Linked DNA regions of Mus musculus: region 2 is linked to region 1. Evidence: chromatin contacts called from public HiChIP or PLAC-seq data. All regions are on one chromosome and are shown on one strand. Each heading gives the region's core, a stretch centred on a gene start, on an enhancer-like site or on the middle of the called end of the contact. The rest is flanking DNA. Distances are from core to core; before and after follow the strand shown.

Region 1 (4,293 bases), core at 154-2,653:
GAATCAAAAGCTTCCAGTGGATAGAAAGAGATATGAAGGAAATGTTAAAACTTCACACTAGAGGGGCTGGAGAGATGGCTCGGTGTTTAAGGAGGACTTGCTGCTCTTGCAAATAGCCCAGATTCTGTTCTCAGCACCCACATGGCAGTCACAACTTCCTGTAAGTCCAGTTCTAGAGACCCTGAAGCCCTCTTCATCCACTGCATCTCGTGGTGCACAGACACACATGAAGGCAAAAGGTCCCCATACACCTAGAAATAAGAAGTTTAAAAAAAATATCTGTTGGGTGTGGTGACTCACACCTTTAATCCCAGAACTAAGGATGCAGAGGCAGGCAGATCTGTCTGACTTCAGACTGGCCTGGTCTACACAGTGAATTCCAAGACAGCCAAGGCTATGTAGAGAAATGCTGTCGTCATCGTCGTTGTCATCATCGTCATCATTATAAAAGAAAATAAATAAATCTGAGGTTGGGTATGGTGGTGCAGGACTTTAACCCACCCCACCCCCCAACACATGGGAGGCAGAAGCAGATGCATCTTTGTGAGTTCAAGGCCAGCCTGGTCTACTTAGAAAGCTCCAGGGCAGCCTAGGCTATAAGAGACCCTGTCTCAAAGACAACAAACAAACAAACAAAAGAAAAACAAAAGTTCTATCCAAACAAACTCCCTGGTGATGCTCACTCCAATGACTCTCCCCATCACTTGCCACACTCTACCACCACCAGCCTTTCTGTTCCAGGGTACATCCAGTTTATTTCTGCCTCTATCCTCTTCTCGGAACACTCTCTCACATCTTCCCATGGCTGGCTCCTTATCTAGGTCTCCACACACGTGTCATCTTTTCAAACCACAGTATCGAATGCCCTGTATTTTACACTCAAACAAATCATATCCCTACAAATACTAGAAAGTTTCACATTGTCACTTCTTCACCTAAAACTGAAAGGACAGGAAAGCCCACCATTTACCCTAGGGGCATGCCACGACCCCGACTTGACCCGCATAGTAGTGCAAAGACTGACAAACTCCTACTTATCCTCCCAGAGACCCTCCTGCAGTGCCCTGCCGGAACCCCGCCACCCACTGGCTGCTTACCTCTGACTCAGTCAGGTGCACTAGGACGGGACGTCGGAGTCCGGGCGACTCCACCAGCCCTTGGAGGGTGTGGCCGACGACTGCTCCAGGCTTTGGTCGGGGCGCCCCGCACCCCGGGACCGGGAGCCGGCAGGCTGTCACCTAGTCTTGCAGCTCAGCCCGCTTCCGGCGCCGCTGTCATCGGAACCGGAAGGCGCGGCGGTTGCCTCTCGGGTGGGTCCGGGCTCGCCCATGCGTGGTGTCGCGGAGCGTGGGGAGACAGTGTGTCTCGCCCGCGGCTTTGCAAGGAATGCCGAATGAATCGTTCGCCGGAGCCAGGCAACAGTTAGCGCCTGCGCAGTGCCGGGACGCCTGGCCTCTGCGATCCGGAGCAAACCTGGGTTTCCGCGCGTCAGAACCACCGACGGGTTGTCACGAGTTTCTACCGGAAGTATTAGCTGGCGCACCTGCCTAATCCGGGCCCCCAACCACAGTAAACTAGGTCTTAAATGTCCAGGCTGGGATAGGGGACACGGAGGCAGGACGAGCGCCGGGAGTTCCAGGCCAGTCTAGACTACAAAGCGACACTCTGGCTCAGAAAATAAACAAAGCTGGGTATTGTGGTACCCGCCTATAATCTTATAATTATAAGAAGATCAGAGATCCAGGGATACAAAGTGAGTTAGGCCAGCCTGAGCTACGACAGAGAGAGGGGGAGGACAGGGGGAGGGTTAAAGTACACGCAGGTCCCTTGGTCCACCCCCAGCACCCGAAAAATGAACATTTTAAGAGACCATTACATGTATGTGGTCCAGTGATTAAGTATTTCCTGCGATGCATTTTGAACTAGCAAATAATGTTAAAGGAAGAGTCTGAGGTAACAGGGAAAGTGCTTGCAAAACAAGTGTGAGGGGCTGAGTTGAGATCCCAGGTACTGTTAGAAAGCTGGCTCGCACCTACTGGCGCGGGCCTGTAATTGCAGGAGTGGGGTTAGCAGAGACTTAAGGATTCTTGTGTTTGCCTGCCAGCTAATGTAGCTAAAAAGCAGAGCTCTAGGATCAAGAGAATAAAGTGGAGAGTGTTGGAGCGAGACTCCCCAAATCCTTCTCTGGCCCTCACACACTTGTACAGGCAAGCACACCCACGTTCACATCACACACACACAATTTTTAAGAGTTCGGTTTTTGTTCTTACGGGCTCACCTAACCCTATGCATCCATAGCCCCCAGCCCAGCTGCTCTCTGTAAATAGCCCCTCTTTAGGGGCAAAATGAAATAGGGGTTGTATACATGCCCTAACTAAAAAGAATGAAGGAGCCGGGTGTAATGGCACACACTTTTAATTCCAGCACTGCGGAGGCAAAGGCAGGCAGATCTGAGTTTGAGACCAGGAAAAAAAAAAAAAAAAAGAAAAGAAAAGAAGAAAGAACCGGGCAGTGGTGGCACATGCCTGTAATCCTAGCACTTGGGAGGCAGAGACAGGCGGATTTTTTAGTTCGAGGCCAGCCTGGTCTACAGAGTGAATTCCAGGACAGCCAGGACTGCACAGAGAAACCCTGTCGAAAGAAAGAAAGAAAGAAAGAAAGAAAGAAAGAAAGAAAGAAAGAAAGAAAGAGAAAGAAAGAGAGAAAGAAAGAGAGAAAGAAAGAGAGAGAATCTTTTGAGAAAGGGTCTTTGATACCTACCCAGGACTGGCCTTGAACTCCTTACATCACGAAGGACCTCTTTCTACCTTCTGTGTACTGAGATTACAGGTGTGTGCACCATCACCTGGGGTCCTCCAGCAACTCATGCACTCCCCTCTCCCCGCCCCCGTTTTTTTCCTTTCTTTTTCTGGCTTTTCAAGACAGGATTTCTCTGTGTAGCCCTGGCTGTCCTGCAACTCACTCTGTAGACCAGGCTGGCCTCGAATTCAGAAATCTGCCTGCCTCTGCCTCCCAAGTGCTGGGATTAAAGGCGTGCGCCACCACGCCAGCTAGGCAGGGTTTTTTGTTTGTTTGTTTGTTTGTTTGTTTTTTGTTTTTATGAGTACACTGTTGATGTCTTCAGACACACCAGAAGAGGGCATCAGATCCCATTACAGATGGTTGTGAGCCACCATGTGGTTGCTGGAAATTGAACTCAGGACCTCTGGAAGAACAGTTGGTGCTCTTAACCGCTGAGCCACCTCTCCAGCCCCCAGCTTCTTTTTTACTGCAGGTTTTCCTACAGCCATTACATGCTCCTCTTTCCGCCTCCTCCACCTTGCACAATCTAGCTTTGTTTTCTTTACAGCCTTGGCTTGAAATCATGTGTTTATGTGTTGATTTTGCTTTCTTGCCCCTATCTCCGCCTCCCCAACTTTTAGAATAAAAGCTCCATTGGGCTCAGGACTTTGTCTTCATCGCTACTGGAACATAGTGAGCCACAGAGATGCTGGGAGCTGACCAACATTCTCTGCTTAATAAAAGAGGAAGCTGTGGCTCACAACCTGCTGAAACACAGCAGGGAAGAGGGCGGTGCAAAGAGGGAAGTTAGCCCGCAGGGGCATCGTGACCCCAGCATCCTGGAGATGCCTGGCGGTGTCTCAGAGCTTGGGTGGTCCCAGCCCTACGCGGAAGTCGCGGGGGCGAGGAGTTGAATGAGCTCTGCTTAGGGCGAAAAGCCAGAGCTGAAGAACCCGAACCCCAGCCGGCAGGACCTCACAAGCTTTCTAGAAAGCCCCAGGCTTTCCCACTTCCTCTCCCACCCTGCCTCACCATCAAGCAGGGTGTGAACAAAGCCGGCTTCTACCAGAACCTGGAGCGGCTTACATTTAGGCTTTTGAACCCTTGTTGAGGCGTGGCGGGCCTCGTGTTCTGAATTATTCTGCACTTTTCCTGTGCCCGAGTTTTCCAATTCGTTTGATTCTGTTGCTCGTCCCTCGTTCAGACTGGACTTTTGGTTTTTGTTGGAGGAACTTGCTTTAAGTGGAATAACCAAAAGCTGTTTCTTTAGTATCTCCTTTCTTTTGGACCAGTTTCCTAGGATTTTTTTTTTTAATTTAAAAAGAAGAATAAAACGAAACTAGGGAGACACTTCAGTTGCTAAAATGTCATGCAAGCTTGAGGACCTGAGTTCAATTTCTGCCGCCCATTAAAAAAGCAAAAAACAAAACAACTTCCTGTAACGCAAACCACTGGGGAGGCATACAGTAGGTTCCTGGGTCTTGATAGCTGATGAGCATAGCTAAATCAGTA
Region 2 (4,370 bases), core at 416-2,915, 390 kb after region 1:
GTCTCGAAAAACCAAAAAAAAAAAAAAAATGTCTGTATGTGTCCCTAAGTATTCGTATGAGCACCACCACATTCATTCAGTGTCTATGAAGGCCATGGGGCATCCCCTGGAGCTGCACTTACAGGCTATCGTGAGCCACCCAATATGGGTGCTAGGAACTGAACCCAGGTCCTGTGCATGGACAGTACTCTCAATGGCTGAGCCTGGAATATCTTTTTTAAAGAAAAATATCTTCTATTTGAAGAGAAAAGGGATGGTTTCACTTAAGTTTTTGGCATCCATGTGCCTTGGTGTGTTAGTCTACTTAGTATTGCTATGCCAATAACTGATACTGTATGGACATAGGCTGCTTCATAGCGTTGTCTGGCTCATGGTTATAGTGACTGGAGCATCCAGCAGCGTGATGCCACTGCTCTGGCAAGGGCTCCTTGGCTGTTTTACATCATAGCAAAGGAGGAGGCAAGAAACTGACCACATGTAGGAATAACGTGTGTGCCAGTACAGGAGAAAGATTTCAGGGAAGGTGCCAGGGTCCTTTATAAAGACACTCTTTTTTTTTTTTTTTTTTTTTTTTTTTGGTTTTTCGAGACAGGGTTTCTCTGTGTAGCCCTGGCTGTCCTGGAACTCACTCTGTAGACCAGGCTGGCCTCGAACTTAGAAATCCGCCTGCCTCTGCCTCCCAAGTGCTGGGATTAAAGGCATGGGTCACCACGCCCGGCCTAGAGAAATTATATTCTTTTTTTTTAAGATTTATTTATTATGTATATGTAAGTACACTGTAGCTGCCTTCAGACACTCTCATTATGGGTGGTTGTAAGCCACCATGTGGTTGCTGGGATTTGCACTCAGGACCTTCAGAAGAGCAGTCAGTGCTCTTAACCATCTGAGCCATCTCTCCCGCCCCAAGACCCTCTTTTATGGAGCATCCCTCAAGTGCAAGAATGCCTCCTAAGGAAAAGATCATCAATCCATCTTGAGATTTAGTCACCTCCTTTTTGAGAGTCCTCACCACTTGCAGGCTCCACCCCTCTCACCACAGCACACTGGGAACAAAATTCCAGTATTCGGACCATTGGAGGGCAAACTATATCTAACCATAGCACTCAGTACTGCAAAGATAGCTTTATTTCTGCCTCATAGCAGATTCTCTCAATGGAGAAAGAATAGTCCAGAATAAGGCCTTCATAGCAAATAGCCTTTCAGTTGTCAGGCTGTTGGTAGGAAAGCAGTGTCAGGCCAGTTGTAGGTTTAGAGCCTCTGCTGCAGATTGAGAGACTGATAGTGAGGTTGCTGGGGTTGGGGACTGGTGAGAGACAGTGTAGACATCAGGTCTTTTTGCAGACTTACACTAGAAGGTACCAATGGCCCAACCAGAGGCCGGCAGACTGACTTAGGCTATGGGCTGTGAGGATGAGCAGTCTGTCTGGATCAGCCAGTGGACTTGTCTGTAAGTCCAAAGGCACATTGGACCACAGGTTGCAGTAACCTAAGTGTTCTTGAGGTGATCTCTGAGATGCACTGCCAGTAAACCATGGTTGTAAGCCAGTCTCAGACAAGTCTAAAAATGCAGAACTCCAGAAGTTAAATGGTCCGAGTTTAGAATAGGTACAGGGAACAAATGGGCCCCAAGAGTCATTTCCTGACGTCTTCACCAGCAGTTAGTCACGCAATGCTTGTCCTGGTCTAGAGTTCTCAGAACTTCAGACTCAAAAGTGTTTTCTGAGACTCAGTGTTCTAATAGTATCGAGGCTAGCCTGGTCTACAAAGTGAGCTTCAGGACAGCTAGGGCTACACAGAGAAACCCTGTCTCTAAATAAATAAATAAATATCCTCAGCCAGCCACTTGAGTGCCAATGTTCTTGGTGTTTATAGCCTGGCCCACTGTATATAACTTACTTACTTGTTCTTAACACTAACAGAAGGACAATTCTGGGAGGTTCTAATCACTTCTCATTTATTTTTAATTAATAGGTTAACTGAAAGAACAAAAAAGAGACGCACTTCTTCACAAACTATTGGACAGACTTTGTCTAATAGCAGACAAGAGGACACAGGTCCCACACAAGTAAGACAAGATACTAGTATTAAAATACGAACTTTGGGCTGGGGAAATGTCTCGGTGTGTAAAGTGCTAGGCGAGCAAGCACAAGGCTTGGAATCTGGATCCACAACACCTTGTGAAAACCTGGGCACGGCAGTCCATGCCTGTGAGCCCAATGCTGAGGAGTCAGAGAGGAGGGTCCTGTAGTCCATGCCTGTGAGCCCAACACTGGGGAGTCAGAGAGGAGGGTCCTGTAGTCCATGCCTGTGAGCCCAACACTGGGGAGTCAGAGAGGAGGGTCCTGTAGGCCATGCCTGTGAGCCCAACACTGGGGAGTCAGAGAGGAGGGTCCTGTAGTCCATGCCTGTGAGCCCAACACTGGGGAGTCAGAGAGGAGGGTCCTGTAGGCCATGCCTGTGAGCCCAACACTGGGGAGTCAGAGAGGAGGGTCCTGTAGTCCATGCCTGTGAGCCCAATGCTGAGGAGTCAGAGAGGAGGGTCCTGTAGGCCATGCCTGTGAGCCCAACACTGGGGAGTCAGAGAGGAGGGTCCTGTAGGCCATGCCTGTGAGCCCAACGCTGGGGAGTCAGAGAGGAGGGTCCTGTAGGCCATGCCTGTGAGCCCAACACTGGGGAGTCAGAGAGGAGGGTCCTGTAGGCCATGCCTGTGAGTCCAATGCTGATGAGTCAGAGAGGAGGGTCCTGTAGGCCATGCCTGTGAGCCCAACGCTGGGGAGTCAGAGAGGAGGGTCCTGTAGTCCATGCCTGTGAGCCCAACGCTGGGGAGTCAGAGAGGAGGGTCCTGTAGTCCATGCCTGTGAGCCCAACGCTGGGGAGTCAGAGAGGAGGGTCCTGTAGTCCATGCCTGTGAGCCCAACACTGGGGAGTCAGAGAGGAGGGTCCTGTAGTCCATGCCTGTGAGCCCAACACTGGGGAGTCAGAGAGGAGGGTCCTGTAGGCCATGCCTGTGAGCCCAACACTGGGGAGTCAGAGAGGAGGGTCCTGTAGGCCATGCCTGTGAGCCCAACACTGGGGAGTCAGAGAGGAGGGTCCTGTAGGCCATGCCTGTGAGCCCAACGCTGGGGAGTCAGAGAGGAGGGTCCTGTAGTCCATGCCTGTGAGCCCAATGCTGAGGAGTCAGAGAGGAGGGTCCAATCCAGCCAAATCAATGAGCTCCCGGTAGATTGAGAAACCTTGTCTTCAAAAATAAGGTCAGAGCTATCCAGAAAGACATCCACTGTAACCTCTGGATTCCATAAGCTTGTGCATGTACACCCTCACACACATGTACACATGTCAGAGCATGAACACACAAACATGCAATGAATACGTTAATAAAATATGGCCTCTTTAAACATCTATCTTTTTTTCTGTAAGTTCTCACATTAAAAAAAAAATCCCTTTCAGGGCTGGAGAGATGGCTCAGCAGTTAAGAGCATGGGCAGCTCTTGCAGAGGACCTGAGTTCAGTTCCCAGCACCCACATGGCAGCTCACAGCTGTCTGTAACCCCAGTTCTAGAGGATCTGGATCTCACACAGACATACATGCAGGCAAAACACCAATGTATGCAAAATAAATCTTTGAAAAACATTCTCTCCCTCCTATCCTTTCTCCCATTTTTCCCTTCTTTCTTACCTGTGTTGGAACTAGTCCAAGATTTTGCAGGGACCAAGCGAGCATTTTTCTTTTAGATGTATTTTATTTTATATGTGATTACCTACTGGTGCTCATGTAGACCAGAAGAGGGCATTGGTTCCCCTGGAACTAAGAGTTGTGCATGGCTGTGAGCCACCATGTGGGTGCTGAGAATTGAACCCTGGTCCTTTGCAAGAGCAATAACTGCTCTTAACCACTGAGCTGTATCTGTACCATCTTATTCTTTATCTTAAATTGTTTACTAAGGTATGGCTTCCATCTTTACAAATCACAAGACGTGCTTTTCTCTTTCAAAAATATTTTCCTGGATTTAGATAGAGTTTCTAGGTAGTTAATAGATGGAGTTTCCTTACTCTGGAAGTACTAGCCATATCTTTCTCTTTTTCGCCCATCATTTCTTTACATAGTACAATCAGTTTATAACATTCAAGGCACAGCATTATTTATAATAGCATAAAGTTGAAACATCCGGGTAGGGGTGCTGCACACATTTAATCCCAGCATGCAGGAGGCAGAGGCAGGAAGACCTCTCTCTGTTAGGTTGAGGTCAGCTTGGCCCACAGAAGTGAGTTCTAGGAACAATCAGGGTGGTTACGTAGAGAAACCCTATCTTTAACAACAACAACAACAAAGTCAAGATTGTGGTTTTCTAAATCAAGAACAGTAAATGGAC

Evidence for each region. HiChIP or PLAC-seq counts read pairs in DNA pulled down with a chosen protein or histone mark.
Region 2: an H3K4me3 HiChIP or PLAC-seq map of bone marrow-derived macrophages shows a contact between it and region 1, with 4 times the contacts expected there. The contact joins the enhancer-like site here to the promoter of Rmnd5b in region 1. A contact is called at or near these places in 2 of 39 promoter capture datasets (neutrophils and pre-B cells), 1 of 115 datasets of contacts at active chromatin or transcription factors (bone marrow-derived macrophages) and 1 of 9 other capture datasets (liver).

The regions. Positions count from the first base shown.
Region 1 is chr11:51,634,493-51,638,785 of GRCm38.p6, forward strand. Rmnd5b (required for meiotic nuclear division 5 homolog B) reads right to left here and starts at 1,404. Exons shown (of 10, transcript NM_025346.1): 1 at 1,098-1,404.
Region 2 is chr11:52,027,871-52,032,240 of GRCm38.p6, forward strand. Cdkl3 (cyclin-dependent kinase-like 3) reads left to right here. Exons shown (of 14, transcript NM_001166654.1): 10 at 1,972-2,065. Among named protein-coding and RNA genes, the nearest start is that of Cdkl3, 26 kb to the left of the region's middle. Within about 2 kb of position 1,666, at least 7 of the 459 cell types and tissues checked have an H3K27ac peak or open chromatin away from gene starts, as enhancers often do. A contact at or near this core is called in bone marrow-derived macrophages, where this site is marked.